Regions from separate parts of the Mus musculus genome. Here all the other regions are linked to region 1. A link is a contact called in public Hi-C data. All regions are on one chromosome and are shown on one strand. The core of a region is the stretch at or near the end of the contact, and the rest is flanking DNA. Distances in the headings are between cores, read along the strand shown.

Evidence for each region. Hi-C and Micro-C count contacts between places; a contact is called where the count stands out from the background.
Region 2: a contact with region 1 is called in a Hi-C map of bone marrow-derived macrophages, with 16 read pairs. The contact joins two enhancer-like sites.
Region 3: a Hi-C map of bone marrow-derived macrophages shows a contact between it and region 1, with 19 read pairs. The contact joins two enhancer-like sites. A contact is called at or near these places in 2 of 15 datasets of contacts at CTCF or cohesin (large pre-B cells and pro-B cells), 14 of 484 Hi-C or Micro-C datasets (the Ba/F3 cell line, the C2C12 cell line, bone marrow-derived macrophages and 7 more), 1 of 115 datasets of contacts at active chromatin or transcription factors (bone marrow-derived dendritic cells) and 1 of 9 other capture datasets (bone marrow-derived macrophages).
Region 4: a Hi-C map of bone marrow-derived macrophages shows a contact between it and region 1, with 21 read pairs. The contact joins two enhancer-like sites. A contact is called at or near these places in 2 of 15 datasets of contacts at CTCF or cohesin (large pre-B cells and pro-B cells) and 6 of 484 Hi-C or Micro-C datasets (the C2C12 cell line, bone marrow-derived macrophages, pre-B cells and 2 more).

Annotation. Positions count from the first base shown.
Region 1 is chr6:53,368,874-53,371,573 of GRCm38.p6, forward strand. Creb5 (cAMP responsive element binding protein 5) reads left to right here. Exons shown (of 11, transcript NM_001327821.1): 2 at 914-985. The coding sequence starts at 932. Among named protein-coding and RNA genes, the nearest start is that of Creb5, 83 kb to the left of the region's middle. Within about 2 kb of position 1,253, at least 66 of the 459 cell types and tissues checked have an H3K27ac peak or open chromatin away from gene starts, as enhancers often do. A contact at or near this core is called in bone marrow-derived macrophages, where this site is marked.
Region 2 is chr6:53,758,499-53,761,198 of GRCm38.p6, forward strand. No RefSeq gene overlaps it. Among named protein-coding and RNA genes, the nearest start is that of Tril, 61 kb to the right of the region's middle. Within about 2 kb of position 1,328, at least 54 of the 459 cell types and tissues checked have an H3K27ac peak or open chromatin away from gene starts, as enhancers often do. A contact at or near this core is called in bone marrow-derived macrophages, where this site is marked.
Region 3 is chr6:53,712,047-53,714,746 of GRCm38.p6, forward strand. No RefSeq gene overlaps it. Among named protein-coding and RNA genes, the nearest start is that of Tril, 110 kb to the right of the region's middle. Within about 2 kb of position 1,280, at least 42 of the 459 cell types and tissues checked have an H3K27ac peak or open chromatin away from gene starts, as enhancers often do. A contact at or near this core is called in bone marrow-derived macrophages, where this site is marked.
Region 4 is chr6:53,729,868-53,732,567 of GRCm38.p6, forward strand. No RefSeq gene overlaps it. Among named protein-coding and RNA genes, the nearest start is that of Tril, 90 kb to the right of the region's middle. Within about 2 kb of position 1,349, at least 5 of the 459 cell types and tissues checked have an H3K27ac peak or open chromatin away from gene starts, as enhancers often do. A contact at or near this core is called in bone marrow-derived macrophages, where this site is marked.

The DNA.
Region 1 (2,700 bases), core at 3-2,502:
GTTTACCTCCCCCAACCCCCCCTGTTTTTAGTTTTGAATTTTCATCTCTGACTGGCAATGTTATTTAAGGCAAACATTCCTCACTTTACGTTTTGGAAAAGTGAGAGGATGAGATACTAGTGTTTGGAGAAGCAAGTATAAAATGTACAAATAGGACGAACTTGCACAGTGGGACTCGACTCGTCCATGATGCCAAGCTGCCACCACCTTCCTTTTGGAATCACCCATGGCCAGCATTTTAAAGAAACATTGCTTCTTGTACCCAGGGTTAAGGCAGTCGGTTCTGAAGCTTAACAATAGACCCACATACCCTTTAAAGTGCATGCAATATATAAGCACAATTCTAATGCTGGTTTTAGGATATTTGGAAAACCACCTAAGTAATGCCCCTTAAATTTGCATAGTTCTTCCTGTCATTGCAAAAGAAACAAAGCCAACAGCAACAGGTGTGTTAACCACAGAGCCATGTAGGCCGCACTTTCCTGGCACTGGGATCATTGGCAAAGGCAGTTTTGACCACACTCAATTTCTGCCGGGTGAGCACAGAATTGAAAAGCCTCCCTCTGGCTTCCCCGGTTTCAGAGTTCTCCTTAGAATCCAGGTGCTGTGCTTTGCCTTGGGATCTTGCTGGGGTCTTCTAACCCGACAGTAGCACCCACCAGCTCCCTTTGGATGGGCAGGCTTTAGGTTCCAACATCATTATGGCTTCTTTAATATGCGCTAAGGAGAGCACACTAGGAACTGGAATCAGGAGAGCCAAAGAACTGGAACGGGGTCCATGTTCACTGTGTTCGTGTGTAACTTTTTCAGTTTAGGGAATGGCAATAGATGTCTCCCCGTGATTGTCTTTCTCATGCATTTAAAGCAGAGGAAAGCGATTTTCATGGGTTTCTGTTTTCCTTTAACCCTTCAGATTTATGAGGAATCCAAGATGAACTTGGAGCAGGAGAGGCCGTTTGTCTGCAGTGCCCCAGGCTGCTCCCAGGTGAGTGTGCGGATCCTCTGTGCTCCAGCTGCTAGGAAATGCTTCTCCCATCCCCTGGAAGATTATTTCCCATTGGGCCACCATAGCCACTGGGCTTTCTTTCCTCACTGAAATGCTTTCAGCCTCTCCCAAACCATTGACATCAGGACTCTCATCTTCACTACTGTTGGATCACACTTTAGAGTTTGAAATACTTCCCTTTCACCCCAAAACACAGTGGCGTTGACATCCCTATGAGTAACTTCCTCCGGAAGCAAGCCAGACACATCCTGCCCACCATTTCCGCTGGACTGTCATTCAGAAAGGGGAAGGTGGTGTGTACTTATGCTTGCATGTATGCTGGGTGCTTTTTAGGAGTTGTTTCATAGTCATGGGTTGGATTCCCACTCCTTTCTGAGAAGAAGTACGCCCCTATGACTGCCTGTTCTTGAACTATAGTTCTTGGACACAAACGTGTTAAGAGGAGTGGATATCTTGGCTTGCAGGATAGAATCTTGGGGTCTCTTCTTAGTGTTCAGCTAATGTCCAATCTTGTTTTTATGTGGAAATTAAAATTTTTGCATTTTATCTTTAAACTTGAAGGTGACATTTTTGTTCCTGACTCAAGAGTCTATCTTTGGGTAATGCCATGTTCCAGGGGGTTTAGATATGTAGAAATGGTTTTCCTACCAAGATCTTTATTTTATGGCAGATAGGACACATTTCCGAGTCTGAGCTCAAGCATTTTGCTGACGTGGAAGATTACACTCGTTTCATATTTTCATATACCTTCAAGGAAACCAAGGCCCACCCCCATTAGTTTGTGTGATAGTGTTGGCAGTCTGGTGTGGGGCAACACCTAGGGATCAGGACAATTCAGATGAATATCCTTCTTATTTTTATTTCCCAGAGTTCCTGGAGGATTCTAGGAGAATGTGAAGAGGGGTTTTTGGAGAAACACATTCCCAGAAATATAGAATGTTGCTGCTGGTGTTGCTGCCGAGCAGCCAAAGCGTGGCGTTTGCATCAGAGGAGTTTGTGCCAGTGTTTCTTTCTAACTTGTAAACAAGAAAACTAGCAGAGGAAAAGTATGTTGGAGCAAACGGGTTTTGAAAGCCCCTGTGAAGTAGAAAACACTAGGGAAATCTAGATAGGTTGATAAGTAACTGGGAAAATCCTGGTAGATAAGGACTTTCCATGGTAAATGCAGAATATCTTCTTACTAAGTTAAAACCTGGTTCCTAACTAAAACAAAAGCACCCCTCAGTTTCTTCAAAGGAAAGCCTCCTTGTCCAAAGGAACCCAGGTGATTGGAGGGATTTGCTTTGCCCGGCTGTGGCAATAGACATTAAGTTTTATTTATTACAAGCCGCCTATACCCTTTCTCTGCACTTACCTGTGTCTAGGCTTCTAGCTGCCCCATGAAAACCACAGTGCTCTAAACACACGTATCTGGTCTGGGCATTAGATCTATAATCATATGATGAAATCACAAATTAACTAGTTGGTTGCGTTTTTTTTTTTTTTTCATAAAGAAGCAACAGACCACACTGGGGAGCTGACTTTACTTGGGGGCTGGGGGCAGAGCATGGGGAAATGAAAGGTTTCTCTATGGAACAGGACCTCCAGAGATCCATCAAAATAAAATTAGGGTTCAGGCTAGGTGAGGATTCCCAGCTATGTCCAGGGTTGGAATACCAGCAGAGAAGAGCTTCGAGCCATATGTGAGATTCTCA
Region 2 (2,700 bases), core at 78-2,577, 390 kb after region 1:
TGTTCTCTCTCTGACTGCGGGAGCAGCTTCCTAATGGGCTTTCCTCAGACCTAAGGCTTCACTGTTTGTCTTTGTCATTCCCATCTTGTTTTGTGGAGCCTGGATTTGATTCCAGAAGAGTTTAAACTGTTTTTCGCTTACTCTGTTCACATTTCAAGTAAGATTGAAACTGTTTAAACACCAACAGAAGGCTTATAGAAAGACTCAGGGTGACAGGAATCGGGGTGACAGGAAGCAGGGCGACAGGAAGGTCCCTTTCAGGTCACACATTGTTGTTCAGATTCATCTTCAGTAAATGACTACAGCTGGGACATCTATATAGAGTTTACTCCAAAGAAATATTTTGTAAATGCAGTGTCTTATATAGCCTGAAAATCACACATGCTTAATGTGTGGGAGTATTCCTGTGTGTGCCTCCCGCATCAGACTCCATCAGACCCCGTCATAACTTCCGGTAAAGACACACAGAAAAGTCTGCATTAAAATAGGGTTGTCTCTACTATGCAGAAGTGTGTGTGTGTGTGTGTGTGTGTGTGTGTGTGTGAGAGAGAGAGAGAGAGAGAGAGAGAGACAGAGAGACAGAGACAGAGACAGAGACAGAGACAGAGACAGGAGTGAGAGACAGAGGCGGGGGTGGGGGTGGGGGGCAGAGAGGGAGGCAGAGAGGGTTATGTAGCCCTTCAGTGGTCACCGTGAGCAGACAGCTTCTGTTTATTGAGTGCCTTCATTTTTGGTGTTCCTCGGAGTCCCATGAGCTAACACTGAACTAGGCATGTGGAGCTCACAGAACCATTTGTGCGTCTCTCTGCCATTGCAGGTTGGTTACATTTTCCTTCAGTTGAGCCTCCTGTCAATGCCTGGGTAAGGCCAGATAGCACTTAATTGCAATTAATTCTGGAGTGTCTTGGCAGGGAAGGACTAGCTGAAATGAAGAGCAAGTATATTTATGTGATGAATAATATTAGGACCCAGGGGGGTATTTAGAAGGTGGAAAAAAGGAGTGGGTTAATTTTGAACCATTTTCAATTTCCATACCAGTCATTACCCACATTAGTGGATTTATTATGTTCTTTTTCTTTCCCTAATAAGAGCCTTGTAAAACCCAGCATATCATCAAGCAACCTAATAATTACTGTATTTAGGGGCAAATGTTAGATCCTAGACAGAGACTGTTTATCACGTCCTGCTCCCTAAAGTTCAACTGAATAGCCACTTTTCTGTTTCCTCATTAATAATTATAATAAGTAAACTGCACAAAAGAGGAAGAAAGAACTCAGCAAATCAAAACATAGCAAACTGGGAAGGCCAGAGCACTAAAGCATCCTGCCATGACTCACAGACCACGTGAGCCGTTAGAATCATGATTCTTAATTTTCCTGACCAGAACTCTGAAGGGAGCAGAAACCGGCACCAAATGAATCCACTCAATTAATGAGGATGCCCAGATGGCAAAGAGGGAAATAAATAATTCCCTCAGTCTGCCCTTTGTCACCTCAACCCCCAAGTTGTAGGCCTCCTTAGGGATTTCAAAGCAAAGCTTAGTGTGACCAGGAATGTGGAGGGTTTGCTACCCTTCAGTCCTTAAAGCTCTGGGCAACAACCAGGAGGCATCTGTGAGGAAGCTGCCTGCTGGCTTTGCTCTTGAGGATGTTTTCAAACACCATAACCCACTCACCTCAGAGGGCTTGCCCCCCTCATCCTTTCCCTTCTCTTCCTTATCATCCATTTCCTTCCTTTTTATTCATTCTCTCTCTCTGGCCCCCCAGTTTCTCTTTCTCTTTGTTCTCTTTCTCTCTTTTCTCTCTCTCTCTCCCTCCCTCCCTCCTCTCTCTTAATTTAAACTTGTTTCTGTCTCTTTGGACCTCCCACACACACACACATGTTTTTCTTGCTGATTTCCCTTATATATTACACATTTAACAAACTTATCTCTTGCTTCAATTGCTGAAGGTGCCACTGACAGAGGTCTAAACAAAAGCTCAACACCCAAATAACCTATTCCTCCTGTGAGTAAACCCCTCCACTTCCCCCTTCCTATTTTTTTTTATCCCAAAGCAGAACCAGTCACCTTTTTTGTTTACAGGTTTACTGATCTCTTCCCTTCTGCTAAGATCCGGGCATTTTGAGGCGTGTTTAGACACCTCCTGTAAGTATTCCCCAAGGTGAAAGCAACCACAACTCCTCACTCTTTGTCTTTGAAAGCTTAGACCAGTTGGAAACTTTGGAACAACCACTTAGTGCCAAATCTGCCCTTGATCTTCTCTTTATAGCACATGGGGTTTACACTGCGAGCCAGATTCAGTCCCCAGGGACCTCTGCTGGGGAACACAGGAAGAATTCTCCCTTCTGCAGGGAGTGTTTTCAGGCCAGAATGCATAAACCGTTGAGAACATCTCCCGTGGAGTCTGCAGAGAGGAAGATAATCCATTACCCTGCAGGCAGTTGGCCTTGGCGGGAAGGACTGGGGCCGCCTCCAGTGACACAAAGGAGAGCTGCATTTGAAATCTCCCCAAAGCCAGGCCTACTTTCCCCCACGGGTTTTGCATTTCTCAGACAGCAATGCAAAAGGAGATAGAGAACAGAAATGCAAATCGCAACCTTTAAGAAAATATATAAACCCAAAAGATGAATAAGGGCCTTCTAGTTCCATAGATGCCAAAAGCATCCCTTTGGCTAAATGAAAAACGCATTCCCAGCTGC
Region 3 (2,700 bases), core at 30-2,529, 340 kb after region 1:
CACATCCCTGACATGCTCACATCCCTGACATGCTCACATCCCTGACATGCACACATCCCTGACATGCTCACATCCCTGACATGCTCACATCCCTGACATGAGGCTCCTTGACTTGCATTAATCTCAATGATGCTATGGCTCATGCAATCCAGTGGGTCCCAAATTAGCCAGTTTTTCTGACCTCCCACTCAGTAGTGGCCTTGGGGCTAATATTTTACTGGACAATCATGTTAAGTGCTACAGAGGTTAAAAGGAGCTTTCTGTGTTGACCATTCCATTAGACTCTGTTGATAGGCCATAGTTCCTGGTTACAGGCTCAGAGCACAAGGCCACCTTCCCATTTAGTCTGGGCCCTCCGAACTGTTCTCAGTCTAGATAAGAGCAAACATCTGTCTATATTTTCCTCGTTACAGCAAAGACACTTCTTGATGTAGAAAGTACAGAAAGCTCAAAGGTGACTCGCCGCAGAAATGCAATTAAAGCCCTAAAATTTTACAAGAAAACCTCAGCGAAACCAACTTTGAGATTTAAGGAGAAAGGCAGAGAATGGGGATTTTAAGTTGTTAGACAAGAAACAGAATTCTTTTTTTCTGTGTTATCTCGGATGGTTCCTTCCTGAGACGTGGGTTCTAGAACCAGAACAGCCCTAACCCTTTACTGGCAAGAGCTGCTCAAGACGCTGGTCATCTATGTCCCTTATTTTTAATAAGCATCCAACACTATTCACAAAGCTTCGATGTTGAATGTTCCTGTGGACTCCTATGCTGAAGGAAACATGGAAAACACCTTCCTGGCTTTAACTTTCAGATTTTCTGTCACTGGTAAAATATATTTAGAGAAATCTGCGTGTGCTTCCTGTCTGACAGATGAGTAGGATCTGAAAAGTGGGACAGTAAACCATTCTTTTATGCTCTACAGCAGAACCATTGCTGCTTGCCGGAGGATAACAGTCCTCATCAAGCCAGGCTTGGGCAGTGTCTTCCTCGATCCTTAGCTTTGTTTATAGAAAGATGGGTGGATGACTTGATATTGATTGATTGATTGATTGATTGACTAACCTACTGATCGATTCTTATAAGCGTCTGCACATCAGGGGCCTGAACAATAGAAAACCATTCAGGTCCACGCAGACCAACAGTCACATTCATAGAGGAGCTGCTGTCAGGGAGCCACAGAGACAGAAATCACCATTTCTGCAAAGGAGAACAGCATTGCCTCCTGTGGTTTTATAGCTTCCTCATCCCCAGCTCTCTGCATTTGAAAGTACAAGCTCTGTAAGTTGACTTGTACAGAATGAAATGTTCCCTCCCCTTGAGGGCAACAGTGAGTGGCTGGTTCTTAACTCCTGTATCTGTAGGATGTGACTGAGTTTCCGGGCAAGTTCTGCTCCGAGTGGGAGTGGCGCGTATTCACCGAGTCAGTCCGTTGGCATCGTGTAACTGAGCTTAAGGAGAAGGGGAAAGGGTGTAACTGGCAGCATGCGTGTTTCTTAATCTACAAGGCCCTGGGCTTGATCTCTCATCCCACAAAAGGAAAGAAGGAAGGGGAGAGGAGGGGGGGAGGGAACTCAAAAGCAGTGTGGCCGAGTTCAGTGGGAGAGCACTTGCCCAGAAAGAGTTAACAATTTCATTCTACTCTGTTTCTGGCACTGGACAATTAAATAGATGAATACGTAAATAGTCTTAGAGATAAATAGAACCTGGCTCAGCGGTGATCTGCCTTTTGTTCTTGGAGACCAATGACCGTTGGAGCCCCTAAACTTTGTGTAGTTTGTATGGCAAAATGGTTACCGAAGTATCTGGGGTTCTGGTGCTGCCAAAACCCCAGTCCTACTTAGACTTAGGCTGCTAGCCTGCCTGTCTGCGTGAAGATGAAAGAAAGGGCCTTGCTGCTCTCTTCTATTCATTCCCAGGACAGAACTTTTTCTTCATCTTGTCTTTTCTCTTTCTCTCTCCTTCCTTCCTTCCTTCCTTCCTTCCTTTCTTTCTTTCTTTCTCTTTCCTTCCTTCCTTCCTTCCTTCCTTCCTTCCTTCCTTCCTTCCTTCCTTTTTGTGAGATGAGGTTACAGACGAATATTGTAAATCCTTTCCAAGCTTAGCTTATAGAGTCTTCAGTATGACCCAGCAATGCTGCCTTTCATGGACTCTGCTTCTAAATATGGGGAAACTGCAGTATAAACCATCAAACAATGAAGAAAGCCTTATTTTACTTATTTTTCGTATACCCTTCAGGGATATAGTGAGTCCTACACAAACGAATAGAGTCGAGTTTCTATCCTTCTTCTGATCTCGAGAACTGGGTTACCAGCTCCTGAGTTTAAAATCTCCCAGAAAGCCTTCTGGCCACTCTGCCACTGGTCGCACAAAGAACAGATTCTCTAGAATTACTCTGTGTGTCTAGACCACTGCTCCCACCTCAAACTGAGGTGCCCTCCCCAGCCCCCACCCCAGAGGCTTCTAGAAGACGCTTACCTCACCAACACATTAGGAATACATTAAGGCCTGCTGAATATCCACCCTTATCCCCTTCTTCCCCGCAACCCTCACCCCGCGGCCCCGCCTGAGACCAGGATTCATGGCCTCTGACTTCATTCTGCTTGGAAACCAGCAACCGGTGAGACCGACCAAGAAACTTGTCATCAGGCAGGGCCTTTGTGAGATGGCAGTCTAATTAGCCATTTCATATTTTTGTTAATTCTCT
Region 4 (2,700 bases), core at 99-2,598, 360 kb after region 1:
AATACAGACAAGGTCCCAGGACTTTGGATCCAACATCAATCCAGAGGTCATCAAGAGGATGAACCATTCTTCCAGAATAGTGACACCTTTTCCACTCCAGAAGGCTGCCTGTGTTTAAAATGTTATCCAAGGACATAACGATTTCCCACGTGTCTTAATAATAAACGCCATGGCCCAGTGTCCTGTGAGTTTTAAGTCATCCAAGTCACCATGGAAAAGCGCCTACAGGCGATGGGAAGTGCATGTTACTGGGGGTCAGGAAAGCCTGCAAGCTATCAGACATTCTGTCTGCCGGTCACTGGTGCTATAAGGACCGTTAAGTCACAGTCGGGCTGCATCTCATGTTCGCCTCTGTACCTTGGAAGTAGAAATGCCTCCACTTGGGACACCATCAACATTAACTAGGGCACAGGTGGGGGTGCCCGGCAGAGCTGTGTCCTTTAGGAGCCACTCAACACGTGCCACTTAAGAGTAAACCCAACTAAGCATTAGGCTTCTAAGACTAAAGAAATGATGCCTAAAGGCAATGTGGAAAAATAGCAGGGTGGAGTCTGGTGGGATCCAAATAAAGTCTGTAGGGAAACGAACAGTATCCTGTCAAGGTTAATTGCTCCTTTAATTCATTTGGACAAATGTAACAGAGTCTTCCAAAAGTTCTCATGAGAGGGAACCAGACAAAGGAAGGGTGGGCGGGAACTCTGTATTTGCCCAGCAGCAAAAAAAGTGAAAGAAAATTCTGTGTCTCAGTCACATTTGCTGCGTTTAAAGTGCCTGGTGCCAGTCACCAATTGCGTGAGAACTGCTCATTTGGATAGCTTCCATCATGGCTCTGCATTCCATTGGACAGCACTGCCTACAGGATTAAACACACATAGTAACGAGGTACGATGCTGAGCACAGCATCATAGGGGACTCAGCAGCTTCAATGAAAGAATCCGGGTAAAGTACAGATTAAAAAAAAAAATCAGTCTGCTCTCCCTGACTGGCACCGCCTCTCTTTGTATGTTCTTCTGTCCATCAACATGGGACATGGTTATGACAGATGACAGATCTCCAAATCACCATTTCTTAGCTCCCTACCACAGCTGGATCTACCCTGCGCCAGCACACTTGGCCCCAATATGGAGATTGAAAGTGCATATGGTACCCAAAGACAGAGTCTGCTCGTCAACTCGCCAGCACATGGGGTTTTAAGGGTTTGATAGTGGCGGGGAACCGGTGGGAAATTGTCTTTTGAACATGTGGAGCTTTTGGCTTTATGCTAAGTTTTTATTCATGACACCCAGTTTTCAAAAGGGAAGTAACTCAGTTCAGACGATGAAGGGATTTGGAAAGCACAGCTGACTGTCCATTTCCTCTCTTCATGCCCAAGTAGGCAGCCAGTAACAGTAAATAGCATTTCTCTTGCCAGATCTCAGAGACAAAGCTTAAACATTAACCCATTTATGTCTGCCAAGTTTGTTGCTATTAATACACACTCTTTTCCTTTCTGCTACTGATAGGGAAGAAACTGAAGACAACTCCATTGCAGAGATGAAGAAGTTGCCTATATAAGAAGTTCCTTTCCTGCCAGATTAACCTTCAATATTGTCCAGAATTGCTTAGTTTTTCTTTACATTAATAGTTATTAAGAATATCTGAAGTTTGTTTGTTTGTATTTCCTTCCTTCCTTCCTTCCTTCCTCCCTCCCTCCCTCCCTCTCTCCCTCTCTCCCTTCCTTCCCTCCTTCCTTTCCTTTCCTTTCCTTTCCTTTCCTTTCCTTTCCTTTCCTTTCTTTTCTTTTCTTTTCTTTTCTTTTCTTTTCTTTTCTTTTTGACTTGGTCTCGGTATGCCGCCCAGGTAGCCTTGGATTGGCTATGTAGTCTCCCAACCTCAGCCTCCTTAGTGCTGGGATAATTGTGCCTCACCATGCCTGCACGTATATTTGAAATTCTGATCACTGGCTACTTAATTTTTTAATTTTCTCTCTATAAATACACATCAGCTAGGGTTTTTGTTTAAATTTTGAGTCATCTTTTAAAACCAGATTTTTAAAAGCTTTTAAAAAAAGAATTGGTTAGATTATATTTTATGTGCATTTGGTGTTCTATGTGACAGTATCAGATCCTCTGGAGTTAGCATTATAGACAGTGGTGAGCATCCACGTAGATGCTGGGAACTAAACCCAGGTCCTCTGGGAGAGCATCCAATGCTCTTAACCACTGAGCCATCTCTCCAGATGAAGGATTTTTAATAGTCATCATCATATACACATAGTACTCAGAATTCTCTTTTGTATTCTAATAGATTTCTATATGAAAAGCCCCTTATATAAGTGAAAGACCCACAACGTGAGGACTCCCCCATGCTCTGACTCAGGAGAAGCGACACCCCAAATCACTCACAAGAAACGGTCTTGCTGCAAACTGCAAGAGGATTTTTATTCAAGAGCGCTCTCAGGCCCACGGTCATACACCATGCAGGGGTAGGGGACCGTGGCACCCCCAGTAGCTGGGTAAGGGGGTCTTTAAAGGAAGAAACCACAACTCAAGGAAGTGGGGAGGGTGTTGTTAGAAAATACCAAAGATACCAGTTAAGAGTCCCAAGGAAGTGCAAAGTCACAAGAGTCACAAGAAATACCTGGTAATTGTGCAGGTTATCTCTCAAGACAGTTTCTAAGAGCCCCTAACAATAGCACATTTGCATAGCGGGTTCCGGCAA